2 separate regions of the Hordeum vulgare genome follow, and region 2 is linked to region 1. A link is a contact called in public Hi-C data. All regions are on one chromosome and are shown on one strand. The core of a region is the stretch at or near the end of the contact, and the rest is flanking DNA. Distances in the headings are between cores, read along the strand shown.

Region 1 (4,032 bases), core at 1,521-4,020:
TGAAGGAACAAGAGAATTCTGCTATACATGTGTATTTGCTTAGTCTTGTACATTTTCTCCATATAATATCCGAAGAACCAGGTTTACCAATCATTTGATTAGTGATAGAATGATGGTGCTAACTAGGTGACTTGCCTTTCCTTCAACATGCATGCTAGTCAAATGCATGTTTGCGGTCATTCCAAGTCCCACACTCTTATGCAGCTGCATGGCAAGCACAACACTCATATCTTCAGCAGATAGGAAGTTCATCCCTAGCTCCAGAACCTGGGTCAATCAATCGGATGGTATACAGATCATTACAAATGTACATCCCATACAAGGGAAAGGAAAGAATCAGATCAAAATAAAGTAATGCCCACCAGATGGTCATCATCTGATGTCTCAGGCAGAACTCTCATCGAGGTAAATATTGGTGAATCCCTACCCATGTAAAGCTCCTGGACACTTGCTTTGCTCTGCACAAAAACTATATCAACTGAGCCATACTCACTTAGAGAAACTGAAGGTGACTTAAAAAAACAAGGTTGAAGTAGCAGTTTTAAGCTAAAAGCTATGCAATAGAACATCATCATGAATGTAAGACATTAGTGGAAAGGAAGTATATAAAATAGCAGGAAGCTATAAAACATACAACTGTCCAAGGTTTGAACTTATCCAAGAACCACGGTATGATGGGCCGCAAAAGTTGTGAAACAATCTTCTCCATACAGATAGGCCACATCTTTTTGACTGCATGGTTTAACCAACGTACCGATTCTCCATCAGAAAGCAGCTGACAGAGAAAACAAATGAGTTTAGTGTGGCCACAGATCACAACAAAGTTAAAAAGTGAAAAAGGGTGTGCTAGCCTAGTCAACCAAGTTCGTCCTTGTAATAATTGGCACAAACATTGATTTTGGATTGCAGAAAAGGTGCATACTCTTCGTTGGTAGGCAGATTTCATTTCCGCATGCTGTATTCGCTTCCGCAGTCTCATTGCACAGCGGGCATTTACCTACAATAGAAATAATAGTTTAAATTTTAGTTCTGGAAGGAGCAGCTATGATATACTTATATTTAGTTCTGATTTTTTGGTATCTAGCCATATTCATGCAAACATCTGAGCCAGGAAGGTTAAAATGCGTGCATCCTGAAGCTAGAACTTAGTAACAAAAGTCATATTCAAGAAGAAAAAAAACATTTCAGATGGAAACAGGGGGTAAAATAAGGAAAGAAAATAAGCGCAGTAAAGGCAGCTCAAAGCAACTACTGATTGGTGTTAATTGGCAATACCACCAATATGGGAAAATATTTAAAAAAGTGAACAGACAGCGTCTATCTCAAATACATTACATGCTTTAATTATCATAAAAGTGAGGTCAGTCCAGAGAAATTGAGCTTATAAGAATGGATGGAAATTCTTTGATCCTGCTCAGTGCTTATGAAATTATATTATTGGTGTGTTTTACCAATCCTTTAAAAGTTGGTGTGTTGCTGAGCAGCATATAAGATAACCCCCTAGGGAGTAGGGACAGTAGCTCACTATATCAAATTGTTGTAGTCAAAACATGGATAGGTGACAAATTATGCTCGGGAACTAATTTTTCTCAAAAGAAGACACAACCGTTGTGAATTACGAATTTATATGCTTATATTTCATTTAAGGCAACAAAACTTCCACCGTATCATGTAACATGTTTAATAAATTCTTCCCAGAGAACATGTTTAATAAAAAAATCCCGGAAATCTAATAGAGTATTCAACAAACTAAAAGTCAAATCCACATTTTCCCTGGAAGCATAGAACCATCAGGTTACAATTTATACAAAAAGACATCATATTGCATAAGCTGGGCTACAGCACGGCGTCCCCAATAAAATAAATGCCCAAGAAAACACATAAGAGTATATCTGTCGCCTGTTCCAAGTAACAGGTGCCAGAAATTTAGTCTTGTGTAGTCAGTTTCAGATTGTGTAGTCAAATATATGAATTTATACAATTTGTTCAACATTTCTACACCTATATGCTAGTTTCACCAAAAAACTGGGTAGTCAATTGATTACCCAGCTTGTACCACTGACATGTGGAGAAGTTATCAGTACTATGCCAAACCATAGCACCCTACAAACTCAATTTCACAAAGCATCAGAAACATCATAGCAGACCAAATATCATTCCAATAAAGAAAACCGAGTCAAACGGAGCGGCTATAACCCGCAAGCAAAGCCAGAATCGTGCACCGTGTGCCTTGTACGTCTCTGTCAGCAGCAGCTACGTCATCAAAAGTGGACGAATTGAAGGTGCCGCAGAAGTGGGGGGAAGAGCAGGAATCTGGGAGCCAAAGCGACGCGGTATAACGGTGCGGTGTAAACCCGGATGTGGCAGAGGCGAGCATGAAGTTCTAGCAACGAAGCCGTATCCGGTATCCCGGGAGGGGTGAGGCGGTGGGGCGGAGGAAAGCAGCAGCAGTAGCATACTTGCCATGTACAGGTAGAGGAAGGCGACGAGGAAGACGATGGAGTGGCAGAAGCCGAAGGAGGCTGCGGCCCACAGCGCGACCAGCACGAGGCCGATGTGGTGCACGATGGAGAGGTCGCCGGCGTCCATCCCTGCTCCGCCGCGCCGCGCCGGCGATCTTGTTTGCTGCCGCGAAAAGGAGTTGCAACTTGCAAGTGGCGGGTTTGTGAATCTGGGTGGAACGGACGAGGGGGGCCGCGGGGGGGAGGCGAGCGAGCGGGTGCGTGTCCCGGGAAAGGGATTTCGGAAAATGACGGGGTGGTGAGTGAGAGATTATTGTCATCCATGACCCCAGCCGACACGTAAGAAAGTGCCAAGTGGCGTGCTGGCATAGGAGCCCCGCACGCGCATCGGGGCTCCGGTCCGGTTCGGGTATGCTATGGCAACTCCAAGGCCGATCACCAAATCCCCTTATCCATTTACTCTCTTCGTTTCTAAATATAAATCTTTTTAAAAATTTCATTATAAGACTACATGTAAATGTATATATATATACATACTTTAGAGTGTAGATTCACTCATTTTGTTTCGTATGTAGTCCTCTAGTAAAAATTTAAAAAAAACTTATATTTAGAAGGAGGGAGTATACGGTCATCAAAATTGCCATCCGCCTCTACTTCTAATTTAGTCCTAAATGATCAGTTGATGAATAGCGATTTTTTTCGTCCTCTATTTTTACATGATTTTTTTCACCTCTCATCCCACCATCCCTCTCACCCAGGTCCGTCGGTTTATTTTTCTTTACATTCTTTATTATAAATTAAGACTTTTCTAACACTAGTTAATCACACATGACAATTGTAATTGGCTATACATGACAACTCCAATTAGTTCACACTAATGGCTGGGGCGCCACCTGATGGCGCCTCTTGAGGCGGGATTGTGCGCACTAATCAAGCTGTCATATTTGTTAACATGATTGTATGACATTAGGCTTAGTTTAGCGAGAAGACAGACATCCGAAATGATATGGCAATACAAATCTGTTAAGACGGCGCACATACATAAATGCATCTTGTTGTTGGGCTTATAAGCAAAGACAAGCACCATACATAATGATAGGCACATATGGACATAAAGGCAACCATTTTATAGCCTAGCTCGTTACAAATACCACAAGGGGGTTCAGAAGTACTTCCTCCGTTCCTAAATATAAGTCTTTAAAGAAGTTTCATTAGTGGACTACATACGGATGTATATAGACATACTTTCGAGTGTAGATTCACTCATTTTGCTCCGTATGTAGACTTCTAATGAAATATCTTAAAAGACTTATATTTAGAAACGGAGGGAGTAACTGATAGTACTGTACAACAATCTTTTGGTAGCTTCATTTGTACAACACAAAGCGCGTGAAAGAATAGATGCCCATGCCACATTTTAATTGAATATAATAATTGGGCATCTACATCTCTTACTCGTCCATGTGTACCGTCGAGCATTCGCTGCCACCACATTTTCAATGAAAGACACCACAAATGTTTGTCCCAGTTTCTTCCTTGATCGAAGAAACAAAAGAGTTGCAGGCTTGTA
Region 2 (4,462 bases), core at 779-3,278, 190 kb after region 1:
CATGAGTTGTGCCACACCAGCACGGTGGGGAGCATGGGGGTGGTCGCGCCTTCCGTGACTGCGACCGCGCCATGCAGGCAGAGACAAAAGCCATGTGTGAGGAGAGCGACGAGTCGGTGGCCAGCGCTCCGCGCGTGCGACCATCATCGAGCAGAAGTAGAACTGGGAGGTCGCGGTCGCTTGGGTTCCATGAAGGCCACCACCGGGGCGACACCGGTGTACACATCTAGTGTCTTGCCCGGTTCTTGTTTTCTGAGAACCTTCGTCGACCCTGCATGGGTTACACGGAAGCGGAGTCACCCACTTCCCCTCCGGCTGAAGCATCAGTCCGGGCTTCCGCTCTGACGAGCGGCGGGAAAGCGAGGCATCCTTTGCACTGAAACATATGCCTCTGGGGCTCCCGACAGTACGGTGAGCGCGCACATATGGGAAACAAAAGGGATCCGCCACGGCCCAGTGTAGACTAGTGTGGCGTATCCGTGTTTTGGGAACGGAGCTTCGCACGACCATACGTGCATATAGTTTTATGTTTTTAATTAAAATATGTTCGAAATACGATACAATTCACCGTGTTTGCATGAAATTTGTCATGTTTGCATGAAATCTGACCGTGTCTACACGAATATCGTTCGATTGGTTCGAGTTATTGTCAAAATGTATGCGGCTGTGTTTGAATATCGTACTCCCGCATCCGTGGCCATGAACTGATCTTGTGTTCGCGGTCGGATGTAGGAAAAAAAATACAGGTTGTCGTTGAAGATGTCTAAAAGGTCACTGTTTAATGTTTGTGTGTAGGATTTTATACCCCACGTTGAAAGCGACACTCGTGAAAGAAAAAGATGGTGACCCGCTAATTACTGTCATTTTTTCTATATTTTATGTCTCTGCATTCTTCCGGAAATGGAGTCTAAAAAAATGTCCCTGAAGATGGAGAATAGACGTTTGGAGGCCGAGCTCCATGGTAGCCAATTTTTTTGAAAAATTTAAACTTTTCTGTTTTTTAAAAAAAATCTAAAATAAAATACGCAAGTAAGGAATGATGTTATGTGTATGTGTGTAAAATGTTAGGATGAAATACCTTAAAACATGATTTGCACAAAAAAACAAATTCATGGCCTGGAACGATGAATAATATCACGTGTTAAAAATCTTCAGATTTGTCTTTTTTGTACAACCCTTATTTCAACGTATTTTTTTCTAAAAATTTACACACATGTGTGTTACACCTTTACTTGTCTCTGTATTTTTTTCAAAACTTTTTAAAATATAAAATTTGAATTTTCATAAAATTTAAATTTTAAATTTAAAGACCTTCATGGAGGCGGAGCTCCAAAAGCAATTTGGGCTGCCACTATCTAATTTGGTGTGGACCAAAGAGTATCGAAAGTCCATTATCCACGCGGACCCGGCCGACGCGGATTGGATACCTACCAGTGCTGTGCCACCCCGGCCATCGTGGGATCAGCTGCCTTCCCTCCCGCGCCGACACTACGGCCTTGTTTTTTTTAAAAGTTTATGACTTTTTTAGTCCCAACTAAAAAGTATCTAGTCCCTATCCGTTTCTTTTCAATGACTAAACATGGACTAGAGATCATTAAATGACATGTAAAAAGACCATGTTACCCCTAGCAATATGCTAGAAGTTATTAAATGACATGTTAAAAGTAGGGGCACTGTTGAAAAATGTGTCAATAAAGTCCCAAAAAGTCCCTTCCATAGGGACTTCTTCCTTTAGTCCCAAATACCCTCTTTTAGTCCCTAAAAATCCCTCATGTTTCTTTAAATGAAACTAAAAGAGATTTTTTTTAATCCCTACATCAAAAAATCCATGAAAAGAAACACCCCTACGCTAGCTAGCTAGTACTCCAGCTGACCTGTTGGATCTAGATCTGACAGCAAGGGCCACGTTTAGCACAGTGCGTCTGTGTTAGCCATTAATCATTTTGTTTCTTCTGTATCCAAACAGGCCACGTCGCCAACGGCACGAGGCTTCAGTTCCTTTGGCTAAGAAAACAATCAGTGGTTCATGTGAGGCCCACGCGATCCCTTGGATCGATCAGCTACGAAGTGTCGTCTGCGGTGAGCTACAAGCCTACGACGGAAAAAGACGGAATACGACGGAAAGCTGGACTTGCGCGTGGCGTGCCGCAGGGAATCATCCATTCACGCGCAAAATTGTTGGATTCCCGTGGATGGCGCCGTCTGGCAGTACGTCGTTGCATGCTGAAAAAGGTCTACTGTTAACGGCATAGCTTTCTTTTTTGCTCTGCGAATGAGCTTTCCTTTTTCTCATCGCCAAACAATCCCACGGGGACAAGTGACATGTTGTTGGTAGTAGTTCTCAAGTCGTCCACTATGTCTTCCGTTCTTGGGTTATCTGGTTGTATCTCTCTGAATTATCTCATTATACACGGTTTACGTCTACTCACAGCATCTATGAGATCCCTCGTATCCGTCTTAAATGTCTCAGCAGGCTTTCCGGTCACTGACCGATTACGAAAGTCGACTCAATCGAGCACCTTAAACGGGCTTCAAACATCGGAGCTGACCGACATCCCTTATATTCAGCTTAAATATGGGACGATCGGACGCATTCGTCATGTCCGCCTGACGAGGGCCCCACGCGGACTCGTCCGGAAATTCAAAGGTCCGACGGACGTGTCCACCGTCGCCGCGGTATGAAAGTCGTGTGGCGCTACTCCGGCTCGCCGCCCGATGCCAAATCCGACTATTTAAGCCGCCCAACGTCCCCCAGCACTAGCACACCCACCTCCTTCCTCTCTCCGCCGTCATCTGAGCCCGTTCGCCTCCTCTCCCCCGCTCTCTTGCGCCGATATGGTCCGTCGTAGGATCACCATGTACGCGATGCTTACGCCGGAGCGCCGGATGCAGATCCAGGCGCGATGTGCCACCCGCATCGCCGCGGGTCTGCCTCCGGACTCGCGGGAGCGTGAGGAGGAGGAGTAGCTGTCTGAGCCAATGAAGGTGGTTGATGCGGAGGAGGACGAGGCGGACCTGCCTGCTCCGGGCTTGAACATGGCAAGCACGGAGTTCGTCATCACCCAAGCCGAGCAGATGGCGGAGTAGCAGGCCATCCCGGAGTCCATCCAGGATGAGGTCGAGGTGTCGATCAACCGTAGGCTCATCCGACAGAGGCAGGCAGAGGACGACGCGCTCTTCGACGAACTCGACATGGAAGTAGCGGTGGAGAAGGCTGGAGGGCGCGGAGCTGTGGCTGCCAGCCATGTATCCACTAGAGGGCATGAAGATCGTTGAAATCTTCGACGAGGAGTAATAGTTAGGTTTGTACATGGTAAGTAGTTTTTTCGTTTCCATGCTTTTATATGGATTAAGGAATCTAGTATAAAATACAGTTTTGTTTAGTTTACTCGTGCCCGGTCATCCGGACATTTGAGGGGTCATATTTACAAACTCCGACCGTAGATGCTCTGAGTGTATAGTACTATAATTCTCGGTTCGAATCCTCCAAGGTCGGTCACGGTAACTATTTACATAAGTTTTATCATGCCATGTGAATACACGTCGTTACAAAGGTTAGTGTAGCTCAAATGATTATAATCTTTGTGCTCGGACCACTACATCAAAGGGCTTGTTTGAAACTCCTCTCCTTCAAAAAAATAAGCTTACGCTCTAGAAAACGTAAGTCAAATGAGGTAGCTTCACGATATACCGCTTCACAAAAAACTAGAACGTGGGATACAACTCTTTGTTTTTGTGAAACTCTTTAGGAGGTGCTTTATAAAATTGTGGAAGTTGGAGTTGGAAGAAAATTATCAACCACTGCCACCAACAAATGGATAGCCCTTCGTTTCTCCCCTCTCAACCAATTAAATAGATCCTTTACACCAAAATTTTCTTTTGTAAAGTTGGAGCTAGATGAAAACCAAACATTCTCTTTTAATGAGTTGTAACTTTTGTATGAAACTGCTTCAAAGTGAGTTTCGTGAAGCGGAACTGATTTTGATGAAGTAGAGGAGTCTCAAAGAGGCCCAAAGTTTAAATTTTAGAATTGACACAATGTGCATGTATGTGTATATGAGCATCTATTTTTTGTAATGTGTCAAAAATACCATTTTCTACATAGTCCAAGTTTTAATGCACTAGGACACTTTCATTAGGATTAATGAGTCTAAGAGCATCTCTATGGCACCATCCTTCCCTTCGCCCCACCCCCACACATCACAATCGCCACCGATAACCGCCACCATCGTCGGAATGGTTAGCCAAGACACTTCTGCCACCTCGTCGACCATTGCCGCTCGCGCGTCGTCCCCGAAAACCTCCCACAGGTCTCCGCCCGCACCGAAAAAAGATTGGGTATGAACAATATTCTCCAACACACCAAACCGGCTGCCACCGACGGTACCAAGGCCGACAGGGTGGCCATTGCCTCTCACGACGGTGAGTCGGCTCCCGCTACTCCCGCCGACGGCAAGCGAGC

Evidence for each region. Hi-C and Micro-C count contacts between places; a contact is called where the count stands out from the background.
Region 2: a contact with region 1 is called in a Hi-C map of leaf, with 5 times the contacts expected there. The contact joins the enhancer-like site here to the promoter of LOC123443336 in region 1. A contact is called at or near these places in 2 of 6 Hi-C or Micro-C datasets (both in leaf).

Annotation. Positions count from the first base shown.
Region 1 is chr3H:154,715,405-154,719,436 of MorexV3_pseudomolecules_assembly, forward strand. It overlaps LOC123443336 (C2 domain-containing protein At1g53590-like), which reads right to left and starts at 2,771. Exons shown (of 12, transcript XM_045119671.1): 1 at 2,464-2,771; 2 at 923-997; 3 at 635-775; 4 at 363-458; 5 at 136-267. The coding sequence starts at 2,589.
Region 2 is chr3H:154,907,458-154,911,919 of MorexV3_pseudomolecules_assembly, forward strand. No RefSeq gene overlaps it. Among protein-coding and RNA genes, the nearest start is that of LOC123443340, 120 kb to the right of the region's middle. Within about 2 kb of position 2,029, at least 3 of the 3 cell types and tissues checked have open chromatin away from gene starts, as enhancers often do. A contact at or near this core is called in leaf, where this site is marked.